Linked DNA regions of Mus musculus: all the other regions are linked to region 2. Evidence: chromatin contacts called from public Hi-C and HiChIP or PLAC-seq data. All regions are on one chromosome and are shown on one strand. The core of a region is the stretch at or near the end of the contact, and the rest is flanking DNA. Distances in the headings are between cores, read along the strand shown.

Evidence for each region. A called contact is a pair of places that touch in the nucleus more often than the background predicts. HiChIP or PLAC-seq counts read pairs in DNA pulled down with a chosen protein or histone mark.
Region 1: a Hi-C map of Th1 cells shows a contact between it and region 2, with 2.2 times the contacts expected there. The contact joins the promoter of Garem2 here to the enhancer-like site in region 2. A contact is called at or near these places in 1 of 39 promoter capture datasets (stem cell-derived epiblast-like cells), 2 of 484 Hi-C or Micro-C datasets (the HPC-7 cell line and Th1 cells) and 2 of 115 datasets of contacts at active chromatin or transcription factors (embryonic stem cells and stem cell-derived neural progenitor cells).
Region 3: a contact with region 2 is called in an H3K27ac HiChIP or PLAC-seq map of the HPC-7 cell line, with 6 times the contacts expected there. The contact joins the promoter of Tyms here to the enhancer-like site in region 2. A contact is called at or near these places in 5 of 115 datasets of contacts at active chromatin or transcription factors (the 230-238 cell line, the HPC-7 cell line, effector CD8 T cells and 2 more) and 1 of 9 other capture datasets (macrophages).

What each region holds. Positions count from the first base shown.
Region 1 is chr5:30,102,968-30,106,546 of GRCm38.p6, reverse strand. Garem2 (GRB2 associated regulator of MAPK1 subtype 2) reads right to left here and starts at 1,351. Exons shown (of 6, transcript NM_001167879.1): 1 at 1,144-1,351. The coding sequence starts at 1,255. It overlaps 3110082J24Rik (RIKEN cDNA 3110082J24 gene), which reads left to right and starts at 461. Exons shown (of 3, transcript NM_001256263.1): 1 at 461-540; 2 at 1,133-1,484; 3 at 2,629-2,963. The coding sequence starts at 1,188. The coding sequence ends at 2,658.
Region 2 is chr5:29,885,509-29,888,961 of GRCm38.p6, reverse strand. No RefSeq gene overlaps it. Among named protein-coding and RNA genes, the nearest start is that of Il6, 130 kb to the left of the region's middle. Within about 2 kb of position 1,396, at least 51 of the 459 cell types and tissues checked have an H3K27ac peak or open chromatin away from gene starts, as enhancers often do. A contact at or near this core is called in the HPC-7 cell line, Th1 cells and embryonic fibroblasts, where this site is marked.
Region 3 is chr5:30,071,815-30,075,739 of GRCm38.p6, reverse strand. Tyms (thymidylate synthase) reads left to right here and starts at 2,115. Exons shown (of 7, transcript NM_021288.4): 1 at 2,115-2,379. The coding sequence starts at 2,193.

The sequences.
Region 1 (3,579 bases), core at 102-2,601, 220 kb before region 2:
AAAGAAGCGCTCAGAAAAGAACTCAAAGAAAAGGGTGTCAAAGAGATGCGTGGGAAGTGAGCAGGAAGAACCTAGGGCAGAATTTCCTATTCACAAGCAGACACAGTCCAGCTGCAAGCGCAGTCCTGGGATCTCACGCTGAGCAGTGAGTGAGGTCCCACCAGAGTTAGACTGCCAGGTATTCCACCTAAAGGACCGGGACACACTGAAGTCCCACTGAGCCTGCTTCGGCCCGCCTGGTGCTCACTGTGCCCAGTTCTTGCTGTTGCGGGTCTGAGGAGGGGCTGCCAGTCCAAGAACAGCACAGGAGTCCCATTAGCATTCAGGGAAGCGAGTGTGCCAACGCGGGCCAAACCCCTATTCTTCTCACACACAAAACCCCCAGCCTGGCTGCCAGCCCCGGCTCCCGCCCCTCCCCCAACCAAACAGCTCCCCTTTCCCCCAACACTACAGTCCTCTTGCTCTGTGCAGCCTTCAGGCTCTCCTATATTCGGTCCCATCATCGGAACACCCGCACCTGCTGGCGAAATAGGACGAGAGGTGGGGGAGGGCCGGGGGTCCTCTGCTGAGATAGGGAAGGGTGTGTGTGTGTGGGAGGGGGGTGCCTGGTGGCCGGCCCGCTCACTCAGGCCTCTCCGGAGGATAGTCTGCCCGTTGCCAAAAGACCTCAGGATGTCAAAGGACGGTTCAGGAAAGGTCCCAAAAAGGGACTAGCGGGGATGGTAGGGAAAGACCTATCGTGGTCCAAGAGATGCGGTACGATGAAGGTGAGAGGCTGGAAGACAAAGGGATCAAGGGGGTGCGGCCTGGGCAGGGGCCGATAGGCGCCGGGAAAGCGGGGTGCACCGACAGAGCGGCCCACAGACTCAGCATCGCTACTGGCTCCAGGGGGACTGAAAACTTTGTTGCAACCCTGCGGCCAGTTACTAACCCTGTGGGGGGTCGGAGGGGCCCAGAAGCGGCTCCCAGACTTGGGGGCTCCGGTTGTGCCAGGAGCAGCCCCAGAAGACAAGCAAAGCCCCCCATCAACGGGGACAGGGAGGGTAGTGACTGAATGCGCCTGTAAGTCCTGCCAGCTCCAACAGAGCGAAGCCCCGACTTTTCGCATCCTCCGCCTCCGTCTCCCCTCTAGACACCGGGTACCTGGTCCGAGGCAGGCGAGCGTGGGCAGGCGGCAGCGGCTGACGATGAGGTCCAGCGGGAAAGCGCCCATGCTCCAGCGCAGCCCGGCCAGCCCGGCCGCCAGCTTCTCCATGGCATGGGCGCTCCCCGGGGTTCGCCGTCCCGGGACCCCGACGGCCAGTCCCGCGCAGCTCGGGCTGCGCGCCCACCACCTCCTCCTGGGCCGAAGCGGCGCTCCCCGCCTGGCAGCCCAGCTGAGCCTCGGGAGTCACGTGGCCAGCCTCCTTCCACGGGGCATCAGCCCCCACCCCCATCCCCGCCCCGCGCCCCGCCCGCCGGGCCCGCACCCCCGGAGCGCCCAGGTGACAGGGTGCTCGGGGTGGAGATGGTTAGGGAAAAGAGAACAGGTCCGATGGGACTCTGGCCGGGTGGGTGTCCGAGGTTTTCCCCTCGTGCCAAGGCCTCGCGGAGTCCGGACTCAGGATTGCTGCGTTGCTCACATCCGCTACTCCAAGCTCAGCGGCGGGGATGCTCAGACTGGGGAGGAGCAAAGAGGGCAGGCGGCACTTGGAGTTTGAATCTAAGTAGTGTTGGAATCCTGTAAGAGCACTTTCCGAAACCCCGCTCCACCCCCCCCACGCCCTCCCCCTCCCCCCAATCTGCTCTGTAGATGGGAAAACAGATTCAAACCTGAACGATTGGGGTCAGTGGCAGCACTCTTTTTTTTTTTTTTTTTTTTTTTTTTAAACCGTCTCTTTCTTTTCTGTTCTTTCTACCAACTTTCATATCCCCTCCTGTCTGAAGCTCTCGAGTTCTTAGAGGAGAAGCCTTTCCCAGAAACTTTGCTGGCCTTGCTCTCGCACCCATCTGGAGGCTCACTTCGCTTCAGTGTGTCTGCGGCGCCCTCTGCAGGTGCAGGCCGGTCGTGGCTGAGTGCTCTTCAAGAAGGACCTTGGTCCCTAGTCTGGTCCTTAAAAGTATGGACTCTATTCAGTCTTGGCCTCCATGCCCTCAGGAGACTTCAACACGTGTACACACAAACCCTTTCATCTGATGCGCCTGAACCCGTCTTTTTGTATGTAGTCTAGGTTGGTCTTCCCACCCTCCTGCCTTAACCTCCTGGAGTACTACAGGCCAGGCATTACAGCCTTGAGCCATGGCGCCAAGAGCGTTTTTTCCCTTTTCTTTTTCCATACTCAGGGCCTGCCACGTGTGCTCCTCCAGCCCTTCTCTTGTTTTCGGTTTTCAGACAAGGCTCAAGAAGCTGCCCGGGCTGACCTTGAACTTCTTTCTAGCATAGCCACATCATTGAATTTCCCTTCCTTCTGCCTCAGTACCCCAAGCAGTATTTAATGGGCGTGGGGGCAGATGAAGGATGGAGCCGTGAAAGAGATGAGTGAATGAAAGTTCACTTTCCCACCTGGTAGGGAAGAGGGTCTCTCTTGAATAGTGTGACCACATGTTGTGTAATAGTTTCCTCTGAAGTTGAAACATTTTATCCTGCAGGCAAGCTTCTTAAGAAAGAAGATAAACTAAAGGAGCCTCAGGAAGTCCCTGAAACTCATCAGATTCTTTAGGACCAGCTCCAAAGCCATGCAACAAAGAAGACTCTGAGACCAGATCAGCAAGACCTGGAAGAAGCAGAAGCCTACCGAGCTACCTTGAAGAGGCTTAGACCAACTGAGCCACCTTGGAAGGGCACTCTCCCACCTGTTGAGCAGTGCAGTGTATTCCAGATTCCCAGCTTCGTGAGCCGGGGTGGGCTTTAGTAATGCAGCTGTCTTCGAATCACTTCTGCTCTATATTCCTTCCCCACATTCCCAATAAAACTCATGGTTCAGGAAACATAACTTTGGTGGCATCTGTAGTTTGGTCTGTCATGGGCTCCCTGAGGTGAGTAGATATGTGTGCCTCCACAGGAAAAGTTTTGTCACACAACACAATATGACAGTTTATAGGGTAAAGGCCAGGGCTGCAAGCATAACCCAGACTCTGGACAGCAGTTGTGTAGGGCTATACTGCCAAACCCTGAAGTAGGCATCACATCTTGAGGCAGTATTCTCATGCATGTTCCTCACAGAGTGCTCACAAGTTCCCAGTGAACATTTTATTATCAGCCATGGCTCCAGGGATACCTGGTCCTTTTAAGTAGGAATAGTCCTTTTAAATTCACAATCTGGGTGCCGAAATGCTCATTGCCATAAACCTTTCAGCTACAACACTATGTAGCTCAGGCTGACCAATCAGCTATAACATTATGTAGCTCAGGACTCATGTTAGGTGATGCCGCAGGACATGTCTGCCTTGTTTTTTAAACTACATTACATGTGTGACCAGTGTTTGATGCGACTCTACATGTTACAAGTGTACCTTGTGTATGATGCTGCTGCAAATGTGTACATGTGTGCCTCATGTGTGCTGTTGCAGCACATGTATACATGTGTGCCTGAGTGTGCT
Region 2 (3,453 bases), core at 147-2,646:
GTAGCATGTCCTTGTAATCTCAGAGTAGGGGAAAGGAGGTAGAGACAGATGGATTCCTGGGACCACTCAACAGCCAACCTAGCTTACACAGGCAGCTCCAAGAAAGTGATGGACCCTGTCTCCAAAACATGAGAGGTCTCCCTCTGACATCCACATACATGTGCATGCAGATCATGCAAACACTTGTACACCTCTCTCTCTCTCTCTCTCTCTCTCTCTCTCTCTCTCTCTCTCTCTCTCTCTCTTTCTCTCTCTCACAGACACACACACACACACACACACACACACACACACACACACACACACACACACACACAATGACTAAGCTCTCAGTTTAACTTAGGCAGCTCTCACTTTGAACTCCTGCATCTTACCTTCCACTCAGGTTGTTTTGTGACTAAAAATGCCTGAAGGACTCATGTCTTTGTGGCATGCATGTCTGTGCCACCCATGGCCAGAGAAATTTACATTGAAAGGCTGATCCTTGGCCAAAGGACAATAGAAACCAACAGTAAATGCTTCCCCTTACATCCACTGGGTAGACATGTTTGAGTCAGGTTTCAAGACTGATCTTTAGAGAAAGAGAATCAGGTGTCTATAAAAATAGTTACAAGAAGAGCATCTTTTTCTTGTTTTATAGCAGCAGCACCACCACCACTCATACCCTGAGGTCACTCCTCAGTATTCAACTGCCTACACACCAGCATTTGAGACACAGTAGAACATGACAGGAAGAGGAAAGGAGTGACTGGTACAGCCGGGCCTTGAAGAAGGTGAGGGGAGTTGGGTGGAGACTGCCTGTTACAAGAAGAGAGAATGTTTTCTCCGTGTGCCACAGGGGCACAGGTAAGATGACTGTGTAGGAATCAGTTACAATCATGTATCAGCATGTGCCATTACCAAGTCTGCTTGGAGTTTGGAACTTCACAGACAACAGGTTACCTGTCTGCATTTTAGTTTGGATTCAGAGAAGAAATTTGATAAATGTCATTTGTTGAATATTTGTATCTATATTTGTGCCTATAGGGAAATTTGTTGCAAAGACCTGGCTTATATAATGGTGAGGGAAAGAGGGATGAGAACTTTCCTATTCTATCCTATCCACTTTTCTATTGTTCAGGCTTTTTCTTACAGTATTCACACATTGATTTTACTAAGTACATGGGTGATACTTTAAAACCTCTATGCACGTTAAACATAGAATTTGCTCCTGGGAGGCAGCTGTGTAGAGAACATTTTTTAACTTACAGAATATACAAAGCAGTCAGCCACAAGCATTTCCGTTGTTCTGAATTACTCATCAGCCACACTTTTAAAAGATGTTTAGTGTAGCTTGTGCCTAGTGTATTCTGTGATAGTTCTCTTCAAGCTCTGTTATAAATTAATGACACATGCAGATACATGAATGAAAACCAATGATGGATTTCAGAATGACTGGGGTTGAGGTATGCAGAGTTTGTAACTGACTCCTAAACGATATCAGAGGAACTCGAGTTGGCCAAGACCTTTTGGTGCCAGGCAGGAGGGACTGAGGCTGAAACTCCAAAGCCATTCCACCACAAATTATCTCAGCCAGTCACCTTGGCCTGGGGCCTAGACTGTTTATTTTTAACTTAGCATGGTTTTAGTTTTCTCCACACTGATTTCAGATCTGTGCATTACTTGGCTCCTGACATAGGGTTCATGTTCATTACATTCCTGTTGAGAGTTTAAACACATATCCTGATAATGACTTCCAATTCGGCCAAAGAGTGGCAACCTGAAATATCAGCAAGCTATTTCTCTGAAGTGAGAAGCATAGGCTATCATCTAATTGATCATTGACTGAGTGACTGACAACGAATTTCTAACTTAAAGGGAGTCGGAGAATTAAAAAAAAAAATGCTCAAAGTGACCAGCATGCAAGAGAAAATGGGAAATTTCACCAGAGTTTAAAAATGAATGAAGTGTAAATGTTGGCAATTTAAGACAAGACATTAGAGATTAATTCTGTGGTCTTATTGTAATATTGATTCAGCTAAGCAAAGAACCGTTAAGTTGAAGACAGTTCAGCTAAGTTTCCATGTATCTAAATGCAAAAGGGGGGAGGTGGGAAAATGTAAGCCCAGCATGTCAAACTACAGGACAATGTCATGAGGGATATGGGAGCACTGTGGGAGAGGTGAATATGGTCAAATCACAGTGCATAAAATCCTCAAAGAACAATAAAACTGATACAATAATTCTCAAAGAAGTAATAAGTATATTTAAAAGAAATTTTATTTTAAAAACTTTCCATTTAAATATGACAATGAATGTACTGTTTAATTTGATAAAATGATGAGCTTCTAAGTCTTGTCTCTGAATTTTGAAGATCTAGAAAAGAAAATGACCACTGATAGCTTTTTGGAGTGGGAAGAGTAGGAGATGCCACATTTAAGTCATGGTAAAAGCATGATGGCAAGTGTGTTGGATGAGCTAGAATTATCTGAAAGTGGGGAACCTCAATTGAGAAAATGCCCCCATAAGATCTGGCTGTAAGGCATTTTCTTAATTAGCGATTTATGGAGGAGGACCCAGCCCATTATGAGTGGGGCCTGGGTTCTATAAGAAAGCATGTTGAGGAAGCCACAATGAGCAAGCCAATAAGCAGCATGCTTCCATGACCTCTGCATCAGGTTCCTGCCCTGCTCCAGTCCCTGCCCTCACTGTTTTTGATGATGAACTGGTATATGGAACTGTGAGTGAAATAAACCCTTTCCTCTCCAAAGAGAAGGAAAGAAGGAAAGAAGAGGGGAGGAGAAGGGAGGAGAGGGGAGGGGAGAGGGAAGGGGAGAGGGGAGGGGAGGGGAGAGGGGAGGGGAGAGGGAAGGGGAGAGGGAAGGGGAGAGGGAAGGGGAGAGGGGAGGGGAGAGGGGAGGGGAGGGGAGAGGGAAGGGGAGGGGAGGGGGGAGGGGAGGGGAGGGGAAAGGGAAGTGTCTTAGTCAGGGTTTTTATTCCTGCACAAACATCATGACCAAGAAGCCAGTTGGGGAGGAAAGGGTTTATTTGGCTTACACTTCCATATTGCTGTTCTTCACCAAGGAAGTCAGGACTGGAACTCAAGCAGGTCAGGAAGCAGGAGCTGATGCAGAAGCCATGGAGGGATGTTCTTTACTGGCTTGCCTCACCTGGCTTTCTCAGCCTGCTCTCTTATAGAACCCAAGACTACCAGCCCAGAGATGGTCCCACCCACAAGGGGCCTTTCCCCCTTGATCACTAATTGAGAAAATGCCTTACAGTTGGATATCACGGAGGCATTTCTTCAATTGACGCTCCCTTTTCTGTGATAACTCCAGCTGTGTCAAGTTGACACAAAACTAGCCAGTACAGGAAGGAAGGGGAAAGGGAAGGAAGGGGAAAGGGAAGGGAAAGGGAAGGGAAGAGTATAACTAGGCTCAGGTCATACCAGAGTTTCTAACTAGACTCTGTAAG
Region 3 (3,925 bases), core at 866-3,365, 190 kb before region 2:
ACAAATGCCAGTCCAGGCTACTATACCCAGCAAAACTCTCAATTACCATAGATGGTGAAACCAAAGTATTCCATGAAAAAACCAAATTCATATATTATCTTTCCACAAATCCAGACCTTCAAAGGATAATAGTGGGAAAACACCAACACAAAGATGGAAACTACACCCTAGAAAAGCAAGAAAGTCATCCTTCAACAAACCTAAAAGAAGACAGCCACAAGAACAGAATCCCAACTTTAACAACAAAAATAACAGGAAGCAACAAATATTTTTCTTTAATTTCTATTAACATCAATGGACTCAATTCCCCAATAAAAAGACATAGACTAATAGACTGGATACACAAACAGGACCCAACATTTTGCTGCTTGCAGAAAACCCACCTCGGGGACAAAGACAGACACTACCTCAGAGGGAAAGGCTGGAAAACAATTTTCCAAGCAAATGGTCCAAAGAAACAAACTGGAGTAGCCATTCTAATATCGCATAAAATTGACTTCCAACCCAAAGTTATCATAAAAGACAAGGAGGGGCACTTCATACTCATCAAAGGTAAAATCTACCAAGATGAACTCTCAATTCTGAATATCTATGCTCCAAATGCAAGGGCATCCACATTCATTAAAGAAACTTTAGTAAAGCTCAAAGCACACATTGCACCTCACACAATAATAGTGGGAGACTTCAACATCCCACTCTGGCCAATGGACAGAACTTAGAAACAGAAACTAAACAGAGACACATGGACACTAACAGAAGTTATGAAACAAATGGATTTAACAGATAGCTACAGAACATTTTATCCTAAAACAAAGAATATACCTTCTTCTCAGCACCTCATGGTCCCTCCTCCAAAATTGACCACATAATTGGTCACAAAACAGGCCTCAACAGATACAAAAATATTGAAATTATCCCATGCATCCTATCAGATCACCACAGACTAAGGCTGATCTTCAATAACAGCATAAATTACAGAAAGCCAAAGTTCACGTGGAAACTGAACAACACTCTACTCAATGATATCTTGGTTAAGGAAGAAATAAAGAAATTAAAGACTTTTTAGAGTTTAAAGAAAATGAAGCCACAACATACCCAAACATACGAGAACAATGAAAGCACTCCTAAGAGGAAAACTCAGCTCTGAGTTCCTCAAAAAGAAACTAGAGAGAGCACACACTAGCAGCCTGACAGCACACCTATAAGTTCTAGAACTAAAGGAAGCAAATTCACCCAAGAGAAGTAGATAGCAGGAAATAATCAAATTTAGGGTGGAAATCAACCAAGTGGAAACAAAAAGAACTATTCAAAGAATCAATCAAACCAGGTGCTGGTTCTTTGAGAAAATCAACAAGATAGATAAACCCTTAGCCAGGCTAACTAGAGGGCAAAGGAACAACATCCTAATTAACAAAATCTGAAATGAAAAAGGAGACATAACAACAGAACCAGCGGAAATCCAAAACATCACCAGATTGTATTACAAAAAGCTATAGTCAACACAACTGGAAAACATGGATGAAATGGACAATTTCCTAGACGGATACCAGGTTCCAAAGTTAAATCAGGATCAGATTAATGATCTTAACAGTCCCATTTCCCCTAAAAAAGTAGAAGCAGTCACTAATAGTCTCCCAAACAAAAAAAGCCCAGGACTTAGCACAGAGTTCTATCAGGCCTTCAAAAAGACTTAATTCCAATTCTCAAACTATCCCACAAAACAGAAACAGAAGGTCCTCTACCCAATTCATTCTATGAAGCCAAAATTACTGTGGTTCCCAAACTACATAAAGATCCAAGTACAAGTATCGTATAAGCCAAAGGCTCTTTTTGAGACTGGGTCTCAAGTACCTAGGCTGGCCTTGAACTTGCTATGAAGTGAAGGCTTGCCTTAAACTCCAGATCCTCTAGCCGACTCAATCTCCCAGGAGCTGGGATTTAATGGCATGCATCCCCACACCCTGATCCTATAGGCTCTTAATGCCATAATAGGGTAAATACAGATTTGAGAAAGTGGGCAGGTGTTTGCCTTGCAAGCTGTAACCACTTCTGTCACGTGGGGGCGGGGTCTGCCACGGATTCTGGCGGCCGGAAGTTTCCCAGCAGGAAGAGGCGGGCTGGTGTTGGAGGAAAAGAGCGCCAGGAAGGTCCTGGTTTTGTCGCTGACTACACTGCTGCCAGACTGCTCCGTTATGCTGGTGGTTGGCTCCGAGCTGCAGTCCGATGCTCAGCAGCTGAGCGCGGAAGCCCCACGGCATGGAGAACTCCAGTACCTGAGGCAGGTGGAGCACATTTTGCGCTGCGGCTTCAAGAAGGAGGACCGCACGGGCACTGGCACCCTGTCGGTGTTCGGCATGCAGGCACGATACAGCCTGAGAGGTAACTGGGGCTGGTCTGCATTAGCGGGAGGACGTCCGGCAGGCAAGCTGGGCACGCGGAGACGCCGGGCGAGCGTTCTTGGATAGCCCTAACCCGGGCTCTGAGGTTCTAGGAGTCCTAAACTTCCCGTGCGCGACCCAGGTGACAACTACTTCAAGTAAACCAGGTTCTGAAGGTCTGCCTTTGACCTTAGTCCCTGTTAAACCTTTTCTCCCGAATCCAGTTTCAACCAGTTGTGCGGCCCAGAGGGAGGGAGTGGGAAGAAACCTGCGGGAGCTTGTCCAAATCCTGCTCTGAGGTCTTGACTTTGCTCCTCTTCTTCCTCCCCTTATCTCCTGCTCCCCTTTGCTGCTGCTTTTAAAATTGGAGCGAAAATGGCTTGGGCGGTGCTACGGCTGCGCGGGAAAGGGGGAGACCCGGGCCTTAGGCGGGAACTGTGGGGTTTTTCCTTCCAACAGCCTTGGCTTTTATATTTTATTTTATTTTATTTTATTTTATTTTATTTTTGGTTTTTCGAGACACAGTTTCTCTGTGTAGCCCTGGCTGTCCTGGAACTCACTTTGTAGACCAGGCTGGCCTCGAACTCAGAAATCCGCCTGCCTCTGCCTCCCAAGTGCTGCAGCCTTGGCTTTTAAAGAGTAACAAGAGGCTGTTGAGGAGCAAAGGATGGAATCAACCACAGGGCCTGGAAGGGCACAGAACCTCCTAGGTGTTGGCTGAGGATGGGGGTGCTAATGGTGGCATTCAGGAAACATGAAGAGCAACCTGACACTGGAGTAGAGAGTAGCTTTGAGTGGGGATATGGCCGCTCTTAGGACATTTGCTTAGTCTCAAACATTTTCTGGAGCTGTAAACTACAGCTTCTACTGCACAGATTGGTCCAGCCTAAAGGACCTCCCAAGAATTGTGGACCCTGATGAACCACAGACCTTTTAATTCACGTCCTCTGCTTAGACTGTGGACAGGTTTTTTTTTTTTTTTTTTTTTTTTTTTAAAGTATAGTTGTGTTTTGTTTTTGTCCTTTACCTCTCTAGTGTTCATTCAGCTTTTCGATGATGTTAAAGCTGGAAGTAGTGCTCTGGTTGCAAAACCTTCACTCAGACTACACCACTAACCTGAGCATTTTCACTTTGCCTTGTGGGTTGCCTCACCTGCACCACCCCTTTGCCTCTTAAGCTGTGGACACTTGTGCATTTCCTTTGGGTACCTGCGAAGTGGAGGTCACAAAGTTCCCTGATAGCCATTCCGAGGAGTAAACAATTCTGTTTCCATATACTAGGTCAGTTTGCTTTCCAAATATTTGAAAACTGTTCAGTTTTTACATGATTGATATCACCTCTATGCCCATGGCATAGTGGACTTGGGGCGAGGTGCTTTTAGGCTGTGTCTGAGGCCACATTTTGTATGATGCCATTACAGCCCAGTGATCGAATTCACAGTGGCTGATTAGTGGGTGGGGACTTTTTGCCACATGGGTATCCCCTGGAGAACTGTGGTGTCCTCACTGACTTGCCGGGTAGCTGGGCAGGAGCTCTCTTTTCCTGCA